Regions from separate parts of the Mus musculus genome. Here region 2 is linked to region 1. A link is a contact called in public Hi-C data. All regions are on one chromosome and are shown on one strand. The core of a region is the stretch at or near the end of the contact, and the rest is flanking DNA. Distances in the headings are between cores, read along the strand shown.

Region 1 (5,594 bases), core at 1,097-3,596:
AGAGGATACAGGACTTAATCTGAGCAACAACAGGGCAAATGGGATTCATTCTAGAGAGGCAGACAGGTCAATGAAGAGGTGACACAGACATTCCGGGCAACCTGCAGATCCTGGCAGATGGGGATTCCGGGGAGTTCTTCACTGACCTTGCTTTAAAAGGTACTTGTATATGTTACCTACCAACCTGAGGGTCCAGCACAGCTGCCTTCATCTTGAAACATATCTGACTTCCTAACTCTGATAGAAGGCAAGGACAATCACCCAGCCCTCCAGGTTTCCAGCTGACTCTAGCTACAAATTTCCAAACACTCAGGGGTCTATGTTATAATCCCAGCCACACCCCTGAAATCAACTTGTTTTACGGTCCAGATGTTCTCCTCCTGCAGAATTGGCTTTGTATGGACTCCTGAGAAACTCCTGAGACTTCTCCATTCTTGGGCCATCCAAGTAGAGCAATCCTAGATTGGTTTCTTGCCTGCTTGGGGGAGGGGGGGGGAGGTGTCTGGGCTTCACACATCACTCTTTTATTTCATAAATCTAAAGTGAGTCTCTCACCCTAGAATTGTAAAAATGGAAAAATTGCAATACTGCTCTGTACTTCCTTTATGACCCCAGGAAGGCAGGCTCAGGAGATGTTGCTTTCCTGGGGAAGCCCTGCCAATAAACTCGCATGAGTCAGCTCGAGCCGAAGCCTTGCAAGTCCCACAGCCTTCCTAGGCCTCAGCTTCCTGTGGGTACCCTCATAAAGTAATTGGAAGAACGAAGAAAGACTGTGGGCACAGACATGGTCATAAAGGGGCCAGGGCTGAGAAAATGGTGGTGGTGATGAGAATAAAATTGAAATTTAAAATTGTGATGAGAACTGGGGCCATTAAAGGCAAGCCTATGTTTCTAACCCAGGGCGGCAGCTGAAGTTACCAGCAATCAAATCAACAGAGCCCACCTCCAACAGAGGAGTCAGCCTACCCTACCTCATTCTTCCTCTGGCAGCAGTGGATGGGGTGGTCAGAGATGATCCAGGATCCAGGGTCCTCGGGGGAAATTACCCAAGAAATTGGATCACTTCACGGAGGCAAACAGCAGTTTTGTGGCTAGCAGATGCCTTGAGCACAGCCTCCTGGTCATAAGCATTCAGGTCGCTGGCCTGTGTTCTGTCACCTTTACTACAGCTGTTGCAACCACTGCCTGCCAGTGTCTCCCTTCTTCTTCCACCTCCACCACTTTCTCCTCCTCCATTACCACTCCATGCCCTCCTTCTCCACCGTCTCTTTCTCTTCTTCTTTTCCTTTCTTTTCTCCCTTTTCTCGTCCTCCTCTCCTCCCACTTCCCTGTTTCCAGATCTTCCATCACTGCCCCTAGAAGCAGTGAGCAGTTCGGGGAGGATAGAAGTCACCAGGACACTTTTCAGAAAGGACATCTGACTGATCTCAGTTCTAACCCTTGCTTAGCCACCAACATGGTCTGTACGTTTGAGAACGCCACAAGCCTTTCCTGCCTCTCAGTTTCTTCCTCGGTTAAGCAGAGTTAATCCCTAAAGACAGGACTCCACACTCCAGGATGAGGATGCACATTGGGACTGAATTTACAGCAGACCCACTTCACTGATCGATGAATTCAAAGAACTTGGGATAAAAAAGATAACATTACAGAGATGCCAGCGACAGCCCCGTGACCTCATCCCTTCTCCTATCTTCATCACCAGAAAAGGGGCAGTTACAGAACTAGGGAGGACGTTTTGTGCAGCCCCTCAGCCTTGGGATAATTTCTGATGTGCTGGGCAACCAAGGAAACCAGAAAAATAATGGTGAGCACTTGCATTAGCTAAGCACTGGGCTCTGCCAGCCATTGCTGCATTTCTAAGATTTCAGAATTGCTTTCTCAAAGCATTCTCATAGCAATAGTCAACACTTTCTGTTCTCCTGGGCATGCTTGTCTGGCACTACCCATGCCTTTTAGCTGGGATCTAAACAGTCCTAACCGAATACCAGGAGGCTGCTTTCCCCTACCTGGACACTGCTGTTGATTCAGCCTTGAACTTTGTTAGTGCTATTTTGAACGCAGGCATTGCTTCCTGCTCCTAGTGACAGCTGGGCTCCTGTCCAGCTCCTCTGCCACTCCCCCTAGATGTTTCCTTATCATTACTGCAAATCAGCTCTCCTCATCCTGTCCTTGTGATTGATTTCTGGGCTCACTGTGTAGAACTTGACATTTATCTCTGCTAAATTTCATCTTGTTGGTTCAGGTCCATTGTTCCTAGCTGTCACGAGAGCTTGAATCTACCATATTAGCCTTCTTCACCAGCTTTGTGTGGGGGCCTGGAGGCGGAGGGTGGAGTTAGCGATGCCAGAGCAGGGGTGGGTGGGTGTTGCTGCCATCAGGTTCTGTTTGGGGAGGATGAGATATAGAGGAAGTGACTGACCAAGGGCTGTTAATACGGCATATTTAATAGATGCTGACAGTTTGGACAGTCATTTTGATGTGGAGGTAGGGCATAACTGCAGTGAGCCTACATAGGTATAATCTGAGATTTGTGTGGGTTCAGGCATCAAGAATAGATCCCAGCCATAGGCTGAGAAGGAGCCAGCTCTCCAAAGAAAGTAACCAGTTCTCTAAAGGAGGAATGTAGTGGGGGTCTCGGAGACTTCTAACAAAGATTCCTCCCTCCTTCCTCTGTCTCACCCAATAAGGTACCAAGACATTCTGGTTCCATCAACCATCTTGCAGTGCAATTTTCCATACCTTTGTAGGTGTTTTCTCCAACTTAAGCTGACAGATCCCCTTGCACACGTAATCCAGTTTCATATGATATTCAGGTCTGTTCACATTCTAATCTGCCTATATCCTACTTAAACCCTTCATGTTCATTGTTGTTCATACAAATTATATATCTCTCTGTGTATTACAAAGATAGCCCCAGGGATCTGGCTTCTGCTTCCTCCACTTCCTTCTTGGATAAGGGCTGAAGCTCCATCCATGCAGATCACTCAGCTTTCCAATACCCTGATGTCTCTGTGCAGGGATGTACACTCTGTTCTCCCTCATCTGTAAGCTCTTGTTACTTTGAATGGCCAAGCCCAGGGTAAGAAAAGAACTCTTGGAGAACAATGTCTAGATCTACAACTGCTCTAATCCTGAGGCTAGTGGCCATGATAGCCAATGGTTTGTTAGCTTGCGCTTCTCTTTTAGATTGAATATTTGTTTGCCCCTTCACTAGACTTCTAGCATCTTAGAAAAGGCACTCCCCCGTCCCACTTATCTCTTTATGAAATAAGTGCTAAAAAAGTTCTTGATGAAATGGAAATAAACATGAGGTCTGGAGTCGATCTAGAGTATCAGATCTACAGATACAGGGTACAGAAGAGGCTGGACAAAGAACTAAGTCAGTAGTAGATGTATGTGTAAGAGAGAGAGAGACAGAGAGACAGAGAGAGACAGAGAGACACAGAGAGAGACAGAGAGACACAGAGAGACACAGAGAGACAGAGAGAGAAACAGAAACTCCTCCTAAAAACCTGTCTCAGACATCAATCAATCAATCAATACATATGAATCCAATCCTCTTAGTCGACACTAATTATGTATGTGCATACACAAAATCTAGTTGTGTCATATACAAACACAACTAATTGAGCTATATAGAAAAAATTAGGCTTTGGGGCTAATTTACCAGGTTTGTCCCTGCCATTTGATAGTCACCTGCTCATTGATTTCTCCAGCCTTCAATTTTCTCAGGTGTAAAATGGAGATATTGATCTTCATCTCTGAGATAATGTAGATATAGGAAAAACACCTCACCCATTGCCTCCCACACAGCAGATACTCAATAACTAATACGAGCTTGGTTATGGTCACCATTTACAGAGGAAACGCATGCTCAGAACACCATCTGAGAAGAGGATGGGCTTCTTGGAGAAAGTCCTATCATCATTAGGAAGATAGCTCAGTGGTTAAAGGTGTTTATTGGTCTTGCAGAGGGCCCAGGTTCAGTCTCCAGCACATCAGGTGGCTAACAGCCACCTGTAATTATGGTTCTGCGGAAATCCAGTGCCCTCTGCTGGCCTCTGTGGGTAGTACACTCATGTGCATAAACACTTAGACCCAAACACACATACATGCAAAAAGTAAAATAAAATAAAAATAAACTATCTAAGAGTTTTAGCAAGTGAAAGTTGGAGACCACTTAATGGCCAGATGATTGAGTACATGTCCTGTCATCTTCACTGAGACTAAGAGACTTGGGACTCTTCTCCTCGGGAGACTGGAGTCACTGCATCTCCATCCTTATCACAGTGCCTGTACTAGTCCGTCAAACTGGCTGCTTTAGCCACGCTGCTTCTGGACAGGTGGGTAGGATATCCACTTAGCCCCCTTTAGCTGCTCTGTGAGTGTCTGCACTGCATTGCAAGTGAGGCTCCACGAATCCCGTGCTGAGACAGAGGTGGGCAGCTTACCCTTATCACCACTCTGGGGCTCTCCACGCCAGGGAAGGGACCACTCTCTTCTCTTGGGTTTGCACCTCCAAGGTGGATATTTTCCTATTTAACTGAGTTGCAACTTCTTTCGACTTGGAGGTTTTCCTCCTTTTGTGCTAGGTGGTTCAACAAACATTTCTATCATGAACACAGGTAATAAATATTTTAAATTCATGGTCTCTTTCAGATACTATGTGTCTCTTTTTCTTCCTTTTGTAGTTTTGAAAATAAATATAAAAGCCTTTTTTTTGTAGTCCAAGATTATACAAAAGCAAACCATGGTCTAGACAGGTCCCCAACAAGAAAAACATCATTTGATGACCATTCTTAGCAGAATTTATTGAATTAACACTCTTAGAAATAGACTCATCCCCACCCTCCTCCCTAAGGCCCTCTTTTTCTCCTTCATCCCTCTGCTTTCCACTGCTGCCTATCCTGCCTTCCTCCATCTTCTCTTCCTCCTTTCTCTTCTTTCCCCTCCTCCTTCTTCATGTTCTTCCCTCCCTTTCTCTCTTCCTCCACCCTTCCCCCTTTCTCCTTCATTTGCAGAGCAGTTTTGAATCTTGTGTGCTGGTGCATGGTGGCCCAGGGATGGAAAGACAAGTGAAGGAAGAGTCCTTTCTGGCAAGGAGCCCCTAGGGTCTGTGATGGTCATGATACCATAGCAGATGACAAAGTACACTAACAGGACTGTGACCTGCTTGACAATGTGTGGCAGGAGTGTGGTGTGACAGCATCTCAGGGCTGACAGTGGCAACCAGGTTCTGGAAGCCTGGACAAGGGAGAAAAGAATGTTTGCCTGCCATTGGGGTACAGTCTGAGGAGGTAGTCTGGAAAATGGACTTCAAGCAAAACATTACATAGGCATGAATGCCAAGCAGGAGAGACCGCCAAGCAAAGGGGAATGGTGAGAAGGGCTCTTGAGAAGTTATAGGATGTTCAGAGCCCTCCTAGTGTGGGTGGAGGGGATGAGAGGAAGATGAGAAAACAGTCTATCTCTATAGTTCATTGATATCTCTGCTCCCACACTAGTAGGGAAGTCTTTGGGTCTGCCTTTTGAAGCTCCCAAGCTTTCCTTTCTAGTTGGTCACATTAGCAGTAGGAATGTTGGGAGGAACATAC
Region 2 (5,594 bases), core at 1,315-3,814, 150 kb after region 1:
GAGTTAGCCTCTCCTTTCACGTTTGTGCAAAATCGGTGCTGTCGTCTCTTGACAGTGCAACAGGCAAGAAAGGGAGATAACAGACAGGAAGGGGGTCATAAAGGAAGAACTGGGTGTACCCCTACTTGAAATGATATGATTGTCACCTATGAAGTTAAGAACAACCTCGGGGAATTAGGAAGTGAGTTCAGCAATAGTCTGAGATGGAAGATCAGCACACGAAAACCAATTTTGTTCCTATACCCTAGTGTATTAGTGGAAGTTGGTGGTATAACAAAATACCTGAGAGAACAGCCTAAAGGAAGAAGGATTAACCTGGGCCCCTGGGTCTCGAGGTTTCAGCTCATGGGCTCTGGGATGGGCTGGACATAATGTATAATCACCTAGGGAGGCTGTGTCGAAGAGGAGTTATCTAGATTAGGTTGGCCTGTGGGCATGTCCATGATGGATTTTCTTAACTGGGTTACTTGAGGTAGGAAGAACCACCCTGAATGTAGGCAGCATCGTTGCATGGGCTGGGCCCTGGAGTGACTTGAAAGGGGAGAGGAGGGCTGAGCTCTGGGGTGAATCCAAAGAAAAGAAGAGCTGAGCACAGGCATGTAGGCATTAGTTATTGCCCCCTACTTTTGGCTGTGAGGTGCTCCGACTAGACGCTTCAGGCTCTTCCCACTTTAACCTTCTCACATTGATGACTGGAACCTAGAACCACAGACCAAATAAGCACCCTGCTTTTGTCGAGGTATATATATTAATATATATGTGTGTGTGTGTGTGTGTGTGTGTGTGTGTGTATTAAATCACAGCAACAGGAAACAAAACTAAGACAGTCACTTGTCTGTGTCCTGGACCTGTAGTTATGCAGCACACTGTGACACCTTGGGGATCCAGGGGGATGTGACAGGTTCACTCACCTCAGAAGTCTGGGGTACAGAGGAAGACAGTTTAGACTCTCCTTTGCCACTTTTCCTCTGTCTAGAGTCTCAGACGACTGGATGGTGCTACTCTCATTCAGGGAGGGTGTTCCTCCCTAAGGTAATATTTTCTGGAAACATCCTCAGAGTTATAACGAGAGACACACTGTCTGAGACTCTTTGGTACTTCACACCCCAACCAAGACAGCAAGACCCATCAATACAATCAGCACTAAAAGTATCATCAGGTGAAATAAAAAAAAAAAACAAAATATTATTATTTATGGTTGCTAAAACCCGAAGTGTTTATAGTCCAAATATGCACTGAGTCTGTATGTTTTCAATGACATATTTTTATAAAAATGAAGCAAACATCTTACTAAATGGGGATATGTAGCCATGTTCACAGATTGATGGATTAAGCATATCAGTTTTTCACTCTAATTGATTTCTTTGAGATTACTGCAATTCCTAGTAAAACCCAAGAAAGATTTTTATAGATAAGGATAAATTATTCTAAAATAGGCACAGCAACTAGTGCAGTTTAAACAGCTTCAAGATAGTGAATTAAGCGGTAGGAATCAGTCTGCGTGACTAGTTGGTGGACAGCAGGGTCGTAGGTGTAGCTACTGAAAAAGAGAGCAGGGATCCGGGAGATGGTGGTGTGTGTGCCTCCTGTGGGGATGCAATGTCTCCCCCTGCAGTGCTGTGATGTGTGCTTCCTGCAGGGATGTCTTGGTCACAGTACAACCTTGAAAGACATTACTAAGAGGGAATGAGACATACAGGATCTGTCTTTTTTTTTTTTAACAGCTGTATATAAATCTGAAAGTGTCTCAAAAATTTAAAAACCCTCTAGATCTAATAAAAATTTTATAGAACTTCGAGCATGTGTATGCACACACACACACACACACACACACACATACACAGAGTGGGTGACATTTGAGTAAAGTCTATAATCAAGTTAATTGTATTGGTTAAGTTAAGTGCATTGTGCTGATGTCAATTTCCTGCTCTTGATAATATAACACATTGTGTAAAATGATTCGAGAAGCTGAGTGATAAGTATATGGGACTACTCTGTTAATTTTTGCAACTTCTTGTGAGTCTATAATTATTTCAAAAAAATTTTAAAGTTTTTTTTTTTTTTTTGTACTGAGAACAGAAAGGAAAGCATTTATTATCAGGCAGAGTGTGAAATTCCCACCCCAAGAGTTCCCTAAAAGCAGGTCTTGTAACTTTTCAGCAGATGTATTCTCCATATAGACCTCTGGGGTGGGTAGAGTGGTATTGTAACCTCAGGGGTCTTCCAGCTCAGCTCGCATGGAAATTGTGGGTGGGAGGCATCTGTCTTTCCTTCCTCTAGAGCCCAAACTGGTATAAGATGGAACTAGGACTCCAGGAGCCACAGGCTACTGCAGAGGGGAAGATGAAAGTATAAACCATATGCTTCAGTTATAGTCACGTCCATATTTGGGGTCTGGTTCTGCTCCTTCTTGCAAAGGGCTGCTTCGTGTCAGGAATTAGAAAAATAAAAGGGGCATGGCAAAAGAGTGGGTCCGAAGATACAGCCTCCGTTCTCCTGCACAGACCGTTCTGGGAACGGTGGTATTGTGAGGCAGATGGGGACACATCATTCTGGCAGGGCGTGGCAGAATTCCCAGAACAGTGTGCACGCACACGTGTGCATATGTGTTGTGCATGCGCAGGACTCATTAACTCATCCCATAATAGAAGGGCCTCATCTGCTTGTCCATCTGGGAAATGAGGAAGCTGCCAACCAACGTTCCTGTTACCCTAGGTCCAACTGGCTTCCAGCAGGAACTGGAATATGGGGTAGTGGGTCTATCTAGTATTTAGGTCTTAAAACAACAGGATCAGAAAGTAAAAAATGTGGAGGAAGGCAGAGGATGCTCTCAGGGTCTGATGTGAGGCAAGAAAGAAGAAAGGGATGTGTGGTCCTGCTGGAGTCTTTCTGGGAGTGCTGGCTGGGCAATGTAAGCAGAGTCTAGTACTCTGGGGTCCACTTTAAACTCCTGTACAGTTTCATTAGCCATAGTGAACACACTGAGGAGCAGTCATGTCATGGTGGGGTGTCAAGCTCCTAGTAGCCCCTTGGGTAGCTCCTCTCCTTTCCTCTAGCTTACAGTGGAGTGAGCAGGTTCAGAAAGGCTCCTGTCTGGTATGAAATTGGGCATATGAGGTAGAGTAGATCCCAGAACAACCCAGATCCAGAGCTCATGTTGTCAACCACAGCTTGAAAGTTTCTTTCTGCTACTTCCTTTCTTGCTGACACATGTAGAGAGATCTGGGGCCAGTCATCTGTCAGCTCTGGGGCTAATTCAAGGTGTGATGCTGATGGCTGGTGAATCTTCTCCCTGCCCTCAGGGAGACTGCCCCCTTGGCAGCCAGGGGAAATGCCATCCATGGAGAAAGGACATATGACTTCATAAATTCTCCCATGCATGCCTCCAGTGATGCCGTGCAGTGACTAGGAAGAGTAAGACCACATGCTGGGAGCTAGAACATAGACTGATAAGGCTGAAGGCGGTCAGAAGCTGGTGTCTAAGAGGCTGGGAATGGAGCCTTGTGATAGGGCTCCGTGGTGACTGTCTTGGTGTATATGAAGACCCATGTTTCATACCTAGCCCTGCAAACACCGAAACTCTAAAAGTAAGAACTAAATCCCAACCCTGCCAGTTCCTAGTCAGATATCCTTGGCAAGGGTTTATCTTGGTGGCCTTTCTGGAGTGGAAAAAGGAAAATAATACCTTTGGTTCCAGGGGGCTCAGCAAGTATAGAATGAAGGTGTTAGACTGCAAAAGACTTCAGGCCTTAAGCTTTATTTAGTGAATGAGACCCTTGCTATTATTATTCCTGGAGAGGGGGAAGCCAGAGGATTGAATGAGATGAAAAGTTCTCTAGCCTCTTCCCCTGCTTTGAGTCAGGGGGGAAAAAAAAGGCTTTCTAAATCCTGTGTTCTGCTTCAGCACTACCTAAGCAGTGTGACCTCCTGCTTAGGTGACCTCCTGCTTAGGTGTTTAGCACAGCCCTACCCAACTCTGGTGCCTCTCCTGTATCCCCCCCTCTTCATGGTGTTTGAGATAACCACATAAAATAATGTATAACACCCTAAAAACGTAAGGAGCTTGCCACATGTGAAGGAAATCATGTGATTTCCTTCAGTCGAGAGAACAATGCCTCCACGAAATTGCAGAATCTTCGGTCTCCTGCAGTGAGTGTTTGCACCCCAGCTGTACAGAAGAAAAGTCAGGCCAGTCACACCTGATCCTTGCCACCTGGCTGCAGGCTTGCCTGTGGTCTTCTGTCTCGGGTATTTGGAATTGTTCTTTCAGCAGCTTGTAGAAGTTTAAGAAAACTGCAGATTGCTTTGGCTACCTTCCCAGTCTTTTAGGCAGGAGCTATTTGCTTAATTTTGGAACTTGTGATATGGAAGGAGGTACATAGAATCCAGAACTGGCCAGCGGAGGCCAGGATTCAGATCTCCCACTTACTGGTAGGAACCCCCTTCACAATTTAAAAATGGAACCTCTACATGTGGTAGAATTCCAGATGTATTCAGCTATTCACAGGGAAATCCATGAAAATAGTTTCATATGTTTCAAACAGAGAGAGAAAAGAAAGAAATCTAGAAGGCAAGATTATTTCCCATTTTACAGATGAGGGATCTAGGATCTAGGAGGTAGAGGGCTCTGGGTAGGTGGCTCAGCTGGTAGAGGATTTGCCTTGCAAGTGTGAGGTCCTAGCACCCACATGGGAAAAAAAAAACAAATTTGCATGATGGCTCACTTGTAATCAGGTAGGGATAGGAGGAATCTCATTCATTGGTCAATAGACTAGCTTACTGGTTGAAGCCCAGGTCCCAGTGAAAGACCTCATTTTAAAAACAATGTGGATTGAGGCTGAGAAAAAAAAATGCCTCAGCAATGAAAAGACTTGGATTGCCTTGCAGAGAACTTGAGTGTGACTCTCCTTGCCTTTAGGGATCATAGGCTGTGGGCAGTGGGAGCAGAGAGGAGGAAAAAGAGGTGGGGCTCAAAGCCCTGAGAGTACCTGTTGTGAAAGATCATATCAGCTGCAGGGAGTCAGATCAACTTTACTTGGAGTGACTCAAGGCTGCTTATATAATTTGGGAGACTGGGGGTACGAATATCTAGGATGGGCAAAGGTCGAAGGTTAAAGGCTTAGGGTACAGAAATGTCTCCTTAACATGGGGAAGCGTTTCAGGAATCTCAGGTGCTAGACGAACAGGTTCTTATCCAGAGAAAGGAAGTTGATCCTTAGTCTAGTAAGTAGAGGGTGTGGGTGGAAGGTTTCAATTCCCCAGGCAAGGTCTGAGAATGTATGTAAGCAGAAGTGAAGCTGGGCTTGTCTCCTTTGGAACATAATTCTGAGCAGCCCTTCCTCCCTTCAGAGCTTCTGGGCTAAGAAAGACAAGCAGGGTGCTGTGGCTGTCTTGGCATGGCTTCCTGGAGCTAAGCTGCCATCAGTAACTTGCTCCGGACCTGGAAGAAATAAAATCTAATCCTGGAAGGACAAACACGCCATCTCTCTTCCTAGCAGTCAACGTCTCCATGATCCGGCAGAATCATGTCACAACTAGGAGACGGGACCTGGACACAGGCTTTAGAAAGAAGAAATATTTCTTGTTTTGCACAT

What was found. A called contact is a pair of places that touch in the nucleus more often than the background predicts.
Region 2: a contact with region 1 is called in a Hi-C map of cortical neurons, with 1.6 times the contacts expected there. The contact joins two enhancer-like sites. A contact is called at or near these places in 1 of 15 datasets of contacts at CTCF or cohesin (hippocampal excitatory neurons) and 6 of 484 Hi-C or Micro-C datasets (cerebral cortex, cortical neurons, frontal cortex and 3 more).

The regions. Positions count from the first base shown.
Region 1 is chr11:81,360,580-81,366,173 of GRCm38.p6, forward strand. It overlaps a transcript of Asic2 not described here. Among named protein-coding and RNA genes, the nearest start is that of Gm42084, 100 kb to the left of the region's middle. Within about 2 kb of position 2,347, at least 9 of the 459 cell types and tissues checked have an H3K27ac peak or open chromatin away from gene starts, as enhancers often do. A contact at or near this core is called in cortical neurons, where this site is marked.
Region 2 is chr11:81,510,022-81,515,615 of GRCm38.p6, forward strand. It overlaps a transcript of Asic2 not described here. Among named protein-coding and RNA genes, the nearest start is that of 1700071K01Rik, 61 kb to the right of the region's middle. Within about 2 kb of position 2,565, at least 16 of the 459 cell types and tissues checked have an H3K27ac peak or open chromatin away from gene starts, as enhancers often do. A contact at or near this core is called in cortical neurons, where this site is marked.